Linked DNA regions of Hordeum vulgare: region 2 is linked to region 1. A link is a contact called in public Hi-C data. All regions are on one chromosome and are shown on one strand. Each heading gives the region's core, a stretch centred on a gene start, on an enhancer-like site or on the middle of the called end of the contact. The rest is flanking DNA. Distances are from core to core; before and after follow the strand shown.

The links. A called contact is a pair of places that touch in the nucleus more often than the background predicts.
Region 2: a Hi-C map of seedling shows a contact between it and region 1, with 3 times the contacts expected there. The contact joins the enhancer-like site here to the promoter of LOC123449528 in region 1. A contact is called at or near these places in 2 of 6 Hi-C or Micro-C datasets (leaf and seedling).

The regions. Positions count from the first base shown.
Region 1 is chr4H:561,899,454-561,904,372 of MorexV3_pseudomolecules_assembly, reverse strand. LOC123449528 (40S ribosomal protein S27) reads right to left here and starts at 2,794. Exons shown (of 4, transcript XM_045126779.1): 1 at 2,686-2,794; 2 at 2,478-2,579; 3 at 2,333-2,361; 4 at 1,450-1,738. The coding sequence starts at 2,688. The coding sequence ends at 1,612.
Region 2 is chr4H:562,377,830-562,382,748 of MorexV3_pseudomolecules_assembly, reverse strand. It overlaps LOC123449531, which reads left to right. Exons shown (of 14, transcript XM_045126782.1): 11 at 3-147; 12 at 459-592; 13 at 1,419-1,499; 14 at 1,612-2,322. The coding sequence ends at 1,698. Among protein-coding and RNA genes, the nearest start is that of LOC123449531, 10 kb to the left of the region's middle. Within about 2 kb of position 2,613, at least 3 of the 3 cell types and tissues checked have open chromatin away from gene starts, as enhancers often do. A contact at or near this core is called in leaf and seedling, where this site is marked.

The DNA of each region.
Region 1 (4,919 bases), core at 1,545-4,044:
AACGTGTGTGCGGCATAAATGGTTCAGCGCGGGGGACGAAACGGCATCGCGTGTCGTTTATTTCGTGTGCCCGCTTCCGCGCGATGCACGCTCAAGCGCTCGCGCCGTACCTTTCCGGTCGCGCCTCTTTCGCCCCGCCCACGCCGTCGTCGATGAATTTGTCCGATGGACGGCCACGCCGACATCCCCTCGCCCCTTCCTACACCCGCGACCCCTCTACCCCCGCCGTCGGCCGCGGCACAAACCCTAGCATGGGGAGCTTTCGCTTCGCCTCCGCCGGTGCTCCTCCAAGCACCGGTCTCGCCTGCAACCTTTTAACGGCACCACGAACGACCTCGATGACAGGTGGCGTCGCCCGGCGCCCGCCGTGAAGCCACGTGCTCCCCTCTCTAAACTCCCAAATTCGACGTGGCGAAGATGGGCAAGGTGTCCGGAAAGAAGAACAAGGCGGCGGACAGCTCCTTTAGGCGGCCGAAGAAGAGACTTACAGGGCATGCGACGGATGCGGCGACGACCGAAGCGCCGACGAGCTCGCGTGTTGCGCTAGTGACCGATGTGCACAAGGTGTTCAATGAAATGCCCGTAAGGTAAAATTTCACGCACCTTTTGTTGTTGTTGATGGATACATATAAATAGATTTTACCCACCTTTTGTTGTTGTTGTTTTTGAAATGGATACATATAAATAGTTATTTGTTTTGTTGTATATACTTTGTAGTTTTAACGTTGAGACATATATGGGTGCTTAAAAAAGGAAGAAGAATCGTCTTCAAATGAGGATGAAAAATGGAAGGAAGAGAATGACGAAGATAGCATGCGGATTGTTGATGTACTATTTGTTTATGTGAGCTTTTATGTCATGAACTTGAATGTAGCATGGGGCACGATTGTTGATGTACTATTTGTTTATGTGAGCTTTTATGTCATGAACTTGAATGTAGCACGGGACACCATTGTTGATGTACCATTTGTTTATGTGAGCTTTTATGTCATGAACTTGAATGTTGACGATTGTTGATGTGCCATTTGTTTGTGTGAACTTTTATGTCATGAACTTGATTGAATGTTGACGCGATGTGGCATGATTTTAAACTTTTATGCCATGAAGCAGGCTGATTTTAAACTTTGCGCTATACGGCTGTTGGAGATGCTCTTAGTTGAGCCACGATGCGGGTCAGCGGGTGATCACAAAGTTAGCACCATGTAGAAAAACCACAGGACGTTACAAAAGAAAAATATATGTGCGCTTACAAGAAAGTGTAAGCATGCTCACGCGGAGTTGCTCATCTTCTTCAACTTCAGCTCAAGGACAGAATAAATCCATGATATCTGATCGAGACCCAGGACATGACAGAATACAGACCGTATTTTGAACACTGAAGAGAATGCAGCAACAAACTAAACGGACTTGCCAGGTAGCCAGACAAACAGAAGAACCAACAACAGGCGATTCAAGGAAGTGCATGACATAGAACAAGTTGCTACAACGTTCAGGCTGGCAAACGGGCAAGCATAATTAACAAAATTTGACCAGTACACATCGGGGATAACTAGGAGTACTTCAAAAGTAACGTTCAGTGGGGCTTCATTTTCCCATAAACAGGCGTGCAACTTAGTCACCCTTCCGGCGGAAGGAGCATCCCTCGGTGAGCCTCGCCTTTCCACCGGTGGGTTGGCAGAGCACCGTCTGGCAGCCCGGGCACACCACCACGGTCTGAGAGTGGCTGAACACAGTCGTTCTGTGATCAAGGCAATACAAAGTTCAAAACATTAATTATCACATCAATTCATCATGGTGCAGATATATGGTATGTGGATGAAGCAGAGCAAGCTTCGGCCATAACGAATAAACTGGAATTGGTTGGTAAATATAATGTAAGTCAGGGCCAGACAAACAAAATGAACTGAAGGATGACAAAGGATGATATTCGAAATTAGCAATCAGCTCAACAATTTGAGCGGACATATCATCAGGCGAGGTGTGTTATGTTCAGTAACTGCACACAAACTAACCCAGCTTGGCAAATTAAGCAGAATAACTAGCCGTTAACATTGAGTACCAACGGCAGCAATAGCAAAGGACAAACACATCAGCGAACTATGACACAGTACAAGATGCACATGTTGCTAAATCTACATATTTTCTCATACATTAGGCAGTTCTATGTGCATAAACCTAACCTCTAAGCCATGCTTAAAGCAGAGCAAACTACTAAATTATTTATAGCCCAAAAATTCAAATCAAGTTCCCAAGTCAAGAATCCAATCCACCATCTTACAGTTACTGTGTATTAAATAAGCACATGACTAAAGAAGAGGTCACAAGCTCTTACATGTTGAAGCAGCCCTGGCACTTGACATCCTGCACACAAGGAACGCAAAGACAAGAAGATAATTAGGGGCGGGGGACGGGGCAGGAGAGCAATCAGAGGAACGGGAACCCCTAGATCGATCGTACATGATCTGAAGCGCACGTACCATGAAGAACGAGTTGGGGGACTGCACGAGGCGCTTCTTCTTGTGCTTGAGCTTCTCGAGCTCCGCCGGCGGGTTGAGGAGGTCGATGTCGTTCTGGAGCACCTGCTCCGATACACAGCAAGAGATGCGTAAGCCTCGGATCAAACGAAAGAGCAAGCAATCGGTTAAAACTGAAGGGGGGGAAGGCCACGATCTGTCGTCGGCGTACCATCTTGACGAGCGGCGGCGGCGGCGGCGGCGGTCTTGGCGTGGGAGAGGATGCAGGGACGGGGTGGCGGCGGGGGAGAGGAGTGGAGGGGCTAGGGCTTGAGACCGTGGTTGAGGGGACTTCGTGGCTTTATTAGTAGGCTCGGTGCATCTGGGCCGTCCGTCGTGCCGCCCGTTTGATCTGGTTTCGTGCGGCGGTGCGGCCATGGGCCTGTTCAGCTCATGGGCTGGGCTTGGCAGTCAGGGATAGGGCTGATACGCATGGATTGCCCTGGGCTGGCCATGGCGCGCAACCAATCATCTTTTATTCGCGCATGACAGCCTCTTTGTTCTTCAACGCGAGTATTAGTGGAGCAGAGGAGGTATCAAACCTTTTGAATTCACTAGCAAAATGGCCCGTGCGTTGACACGGAAGAAAAAAAACATAATCTTCAATGATGGTGACCACATTATGTTCACATATCATCGTTTGATTTTAAAATTTTGTGCATAAATGCAAGAAAATGTATCTTCTTTTAAATTATTCACAAGTTGAAGCAATCTTTACATTTTCAAAAAATATATATCATGGTTGTCAAAAATCTTGATAACTCAAAGATTTATTCTGAATTTCAAGATTTTTTTATAAAAAACATACAATAATAATTCGATCCATCCAACAGTTATTTTTTCAAAATTCATACAGGTATATTGTCATAAAGACTTAGAAGCATTAATGTTTAACTACATACATTCGATCTTTCGTGAACAATTTTACAAATATGGAAACAATTTTAAAATCGAGAACATTTTTTACAATTTACAAACATTTACTAAAAATCGTAAATATTTTTTATATTTCGAACGGGTTTAAATATTTTCTTTTGAATTGGCGACCAATTCAAAAAAAGATGAACATAATTTTTTATGTTGGAGGATTTTATTGTAAATTCACAAACATTTTTTGAAACGCATGAAGTTTTTCAGAATAAAAAACATTTTTATAAATCAGTAATATATTTATTAAATTCATGGACATTGTTTTGGAATTTGCAAAAAAATAGAAAAAACCAGCGTTTTTTTTGAATCCACAAACCTTTTTATGTTTTCGTCAGCATTTTAGTTCAAAATTCCTATTTTTAATATGCCAAAGTTTTTTAAATCCTAATTATAAATAAAAAAGAAACTATCAAAACACGCATTAGCTATTTTTAAAATTTTAAGACATTTTTTAAATGCATTAACATATTTTGAATTAGAAAGCATTTTGTTAAATGCCTTTAATAATTTTTAATACATGGAATTGTATTTGAAATCATGGACTTTTCTTATTGTATAAACATTTTTCTAAAATTGCAAACATTTTATTGTATATGCGAGCATTTTTTACAGAACTCTGAGCAGTTTTTGAAGTCACAAACATTTTATTTTTTAAAATATGTTCATTTGTAATTTTCAGTTTATTAAAAATTTAAAGATTATTTGAAGTTCTAAATTATTTATAATACAAAAATTAAAACAGAATTGAAATTAAATAAATAAACGGAACTAAAAGCAGGCCCCTGTGCATGGGCCGGCCCATATGGTGTGCTGGATATTCTACCAGCATGCAGAGCATAATATATCAGGTTTTTACATGGGCCGGCCCAGTCCAAGATTTTGTGCTTTGTGAAACGTTTTCTATTACTTACCGGTGGCATAGTGGGTAATTTATGCAAACTTTAAGGGTAATTTCCATGACGGACGATCAGAAACCGTATTTGCTTTATTATTAGGGAGAGATATTATATGGCTTCGGGTCAGCGTATCAACAGGAAAAAATCTTCTATATACTTCAGGAGGGGATGCTCGGAGATAGTATGTAATGCAGTGAAAGGCTTTCTTCAAATCCCTAACGAATCCTTGAGTGGAGGTACTTGGGTATGCCGACTGATGTTGGCCACTCAAATAAGGGCACTTTCAAATATTTGAGTGATAGAGTTTGGAAGAACGTTAAAGGTTCGATGAGCAAATGCCTCCCTGTAGGAGGGAAGGACGTTCTCATAAAGTCAGTGGCTCAGGCGATTTCAGTCTACTCTATGTTTTGTTTCAAGTTCCCTAGAGCCTTATGCGATCACGTAGAATCAATCATCCAGAAGTTTTGGTGGGGATGCAAAAAGGGGGAGAGAAAACAAACTACAACGGGAAGAATGGGTGCAAGGTAGAAGTGGATCGTCTCATTCTCAGCTCGTGGTGCTTCCTTCGAAAGTTAAAGGT
Region 2 (4,919 bases), core at 1,364-3,863, 480 kb before region 1:
AGATGATGTGCCTAGATCCATTTGATGATCTTTTGAAGACTGTGATAATGAATGATCAGCTAGCTTGTGATCCTGACGTTGGCGGTTGCGGAAAACCGAATCATATACACCACATTCTTTCTAGTTCCCCTCATGTTTTTACAGTTGGTAAGCCGCTTTTTCATTTTGCATGTAAAACATACATTCACATGCAATTATTCATTTTTAGTCCAGTAGTTCTAAAAGATGTTCGTGTAATACTCTCTTAAGATGCATTTTAGTATTGTAGGATTGCCTGCTTCACTATTTAGTTTACCATCATCAATAAAAGAACCTCTACTAAATCCTTCTCCTGCATATCCTCTACATTTGCTATTCATTTATGTGTGAGTCTGCGTGTGTACAAGTTCTTGCATGTCCCGTGTTCGACAAAATCATTTATTGACTCGGATCACTTACCCATCAATTTCACTTTTCAGTTTTGGGATGGCAGAACAGCAAAGAGAGTGTTGATGACATAGCTGCAACCTTGGCTGGTATTTCGACTGAGATAGACATCAGTGTTTTCTACCGTGGTCTAGATCGAGGAAGCAAACATTTTCTTGTGTCAGTGGTATGGCTACTAATTCCTGTTATGTTCTTTCCCATTTTGAATGGACATCTGATGGTACTGTTAGTTGCTGCTTCCTTAAACCTGCAGTAAATGTGTTCTGCTTATGGTGCAAGTCAGACATGTAGCTCTAAAAGATTTCTAGTGTTCCTGTTGTATTTGCACTATGCACTACAGGATGGACTTAAGTTACAAAAAATGTAAATATGTATGGGTAGTTATTATTTTACCCTCAGAGCTCGCTGTATCATATGTGTATGTGTTACTGCATATTGCTGAGTTATTGAGAAGGCTAAGCTATGCCTGTCAGTACAAAGAGCAAGCAGTGAGCATATTCTGTTGGGATTCCTTTCTATTGCAGTAGAGGCAGTATATCTAGTACCCCCTCTGTAAAGAAATATAAGAGCGTTTAGATCACTATTTTAGTGATCTAAACACTTGTATTTCTTTACGGAGGGAGTACCACTTAAGTAGCTATAATATGCTGCTACTACTGCTAAACAACTCATATTTTACAAATCAGTTTCTGTGAATCACATGAGGCAGTTCAATGTCATGTTTGTGTACCACATTACCTGCAGTAGCCAGCTACCCAAGTCAGTTCCTGTTATTCTGCATTTTGTGGTAAGACGGAGCATCCATTCAAGTTAGATTTTGAATAGGAACTGATATTTGCTTGGTCATCTCTAAACCATTGTATCAGGACACGTAATTGTAGCAGGCATGAACTATCACTGTATTTCTGTATATCCAGTAATTCAAGAGTATTGAAACGTATCAGCTAAAGCATCTAACGTGAGTTGTATTTTGATATTTCTTACACATGCAGGTTTGTTACTATGGGCAGCATTATCATTGCTTTGCTTTCGAGGATGAGCACTGGGTCATGTATGATGACCAGACTGTTAAGGTAACAAGATATATAAACCTACCCACTGAAGCAAACCTCCCTTCCTTTTTTTTATACCCTACCTATACCTAGTCAAGAAAAATCATCTTTTATTTGTTCCTTGTTTGTGTAGGTTATTGGTAGCTGGGATGATGTGGTCATTATGTGTGAGAAAGGTCATTTACAACCTCAAGTGCTCTTCTTTGAAGCTGCAAATTAATTTTCTTCAAAGTTCAAGGGTGCTGTGCTGTGCTGTGCTGTGCCGTGGTGTGGTTAACATGTCTTCCGAGATATAGGTTTTCCCGGTGACTGAGAAGGTTAGCGATAGAATACAAAATTCGTTTTGAGCTATGGGGGATAATGGTGGTAATTTCAGCAGTTGCACTTGCCTGTCGGTTTTGTCGAGCCCTGCCTTAAATAAATGGTCGTCCGAGCCTTTACTAAAAGGAGAGAAGTGGTGATATATATATTTTCCTTTTGGACTTTGGATATAGCCTGACCCCATATCCTGTCGAATGCGATTTTGCCGTGGAGGACTGTAGCGGGGATAACTCTACTCGATCATGTGCTGCCCCAGAGAAATTATTCATGAGTGCTGCTGAATTTGCTAGAAGCTTATCAATATATACGGTTTTTTTGTGCTTACGATGTGGAGGAATGTTGTACTGTGTGTGACGAAGGGCGGGGGGTATCAAAGAAAATGGATGCTGTCATTTTTCTTTTTGTTGCAAATTCCTGGGAGGGGGTTTCTTATCATCTGTAGTGACAAAGTTGTATTATCTCAGAATGTTGTGAAGCCTGTTTTCGCTGGCCATGACGAACACGTAAAGTTATTGCTCCTGGACCTCCTGTCGCTTGTTATCTTGCTGTTTGGTGTTAGTTTTAGTTTATTTTTTTTGTGCAATTAGTATCAGAATTGCCACATGGCTATGCACCCCTTTTGCAGCTATGCTGCACCCCACCAGCAACCTTACGATTCACTGCAACGAAAACAGCTAGAAACAGTTTTTTTCCTTTTTCACCGTCAGAGTTCACTATTCATTTCCGTACCCAGGTTTTTCCCCACCTTTGCCAGTACAAGCGGGTGGAGCACTTGTTACATGCAGAGCTAGGCCTGATACTAGCGAGGGGCAGGGTGGTGGAGTTGGCCGGGGTTGGGTGGGAACTGCCATTGCACCAGGGAAATCGAGGGTGGCGGGCCGACCCCAGCGGCAGAGCGACCCGCCACAGTCGGCCGCTGGCATCAGTGTGCAATCGCGGGTAGCATGTGGACTGGTCGTTCACCGGGTAGGTGCATGTAAGAGCAACTCCAACCGTCCGATACGTTTCCTGGCGGGAACCAACGTTCGCTTTTGTGTTTGGGTCGATCTGGTGGACTTTTTGCGTTTGGGTTGGCGCATGCATCGAACCAGCTTTGTGTTTGGGTCGACCTGGCGTTTGGGTTGGCGCATGCATCCAACGCTGTTTCGACCTATTTTGACGACGCGTGTTTTTTTTCTTCAAACATTTCAAAAAATAAAAACAAACATTAATTAAACATTAAAGCCGGTCACGAAGGTCGGCGAGAGTTCATGCGACCTAAATTACAAGGCTGCGCTAGGAGTCCTCGTCGTTGACATCAGGGTTTCAAACATTTATAAAAATAAAAAATAAACAATAATTAAACATTAAAGTCGGCCACGAAGGTCGGCGAGAGTCCACGCGTCCTCATTACATTAATTAAACATTAAAAGACCTAAATTAGAAGGCTGTCTTAGGAGTCCTCGTTGTCGACATCAGGGCAGGTGAGGTCAGCCAGCGTCGGCGCAGAGCTAGCTCAGGGGAACGTTGTGTTTCAGAGCATCGCTGCGTGCGCCTTCGTCGTCTGTCTCGCCATCACGGGTTGTGTTGGTGGCGGTGGCAGCACAGCACATGCGCGCTCCTCCTTTCCTCCGCCAGGTGAAGCGCCCCCAGTGCTGGAGGTAGGCGACCTCCTGTTGCAGTGTCACGCCCAACCAAATGGGCGGCGCGTTGATCCACTCGCGGAGGCAGCCGGTCCACTGGTAGGGTTTGGTCGCCGACGAGTGAGCAGAGAGGTGGCGAGATGGGGACAAGGGTCTAGAAGTAGATGAAACCGAACCCCACCGCACACTCGGATTTAAAAAGGCCGACGGCGATCGCTGACGCGTGGGTTCGGGGAGGGTGTCCGTCATTAATTATGTTGACTGCGGGTAGTTGGGGCAGACGCCAAAAGGGCGCGCGCGTTCGCTTCGTGTTCGCGTTTCAGTCCCAAATTTGGGCCGGAAATGGGTCGGTGCGGACGCGTTTTGGCAACGGGCCCTCGCGTTGGGCCATCACATTTGTCTGCGCGGACCCAAACGGACGACGGCAGACGAAATGGGTCGCCCCGTTGCAGTTGCTCTAACGACCTGCTGATCCAGAGGATTGATACAAGGGGAAAGGGGATGAGATCGAAGTCCACTTTATTGAAGGAAGGAGGTGAGGTACATCGAAAGGTAGGTGAGGAGCAGAGAGTGGTAGGTGAGGATTCAGTCTCATACATCACACACGCCTCTCTTCTGTCTACACCCACACTTATAGGCAGACACGTGACAAGTGGCCTCCACTCACATTGCTTACACACAGCTGTCCACTGCATTAGTGTGACACTCCCCTCTTCTTAAGAGAAAGCCTCCTCTTCAGGTTCTTCAGGCTCGTCAGTTGCTGCACGGTCCACTTGTTCGTTCGTGTCTTGGTCCTGCCGGATGATCGTCGAAGGAAAGCGCCATCGAAATGTGTCGTAGTCCTCCCAGGTGGTGCTTGGGGATGAAGAAGACCAGCGGATCCGTAGTTGCACGAGGGCGCTGTTGCCTCGCTTGACCATGCGTCGCTCCAGGATCTCCACGGGCTCGATGTCGCCAGTCGCCAAATCTGGAGGGCGCGGTAGCTCAGCGAAGACAGGGACGCAGTTGGGTTTTAACGGCTTCAATATGGTGACGTGGAAGATGTTGTGGATGCGGCTGTTCGAAGGTAGCTGGAGCTTGTAGGCAAGGGCATCGATCTTGTCTTGAATCTTGAATGGTCCATAGAACTTGTAGGCGAGCTTGGCACGCTGTTGGTTGACGACGGAGGATTGCACGTAGGGCCGCAGCTTGAGGAGCACGGAGTCGCCCACCTGGAAGCTGCGCTCCGTGCGATGGCGGTTTGCCTACTTCTTGAAACGGCCCTGGGCATGTTGAATTTGCTCCCGTAGGCGCGTAGTGTTCGCGCCCCAATCCCAGTGCTCAGCGTCGAGGGTGGGCGCCGTCATGTCGTCCCAGAGAGCCATGGCCCCAAGGTTTGGCTTGGCGTCGAAGAGGGCCTTGAATGGAGTACAATTGATGGCGGAATAGAAGGACAAATTGTACCAGAATTCCGCCGTTGGGAGCCAGTGACGCCAATATGTCGTGGATGGAGCAACGT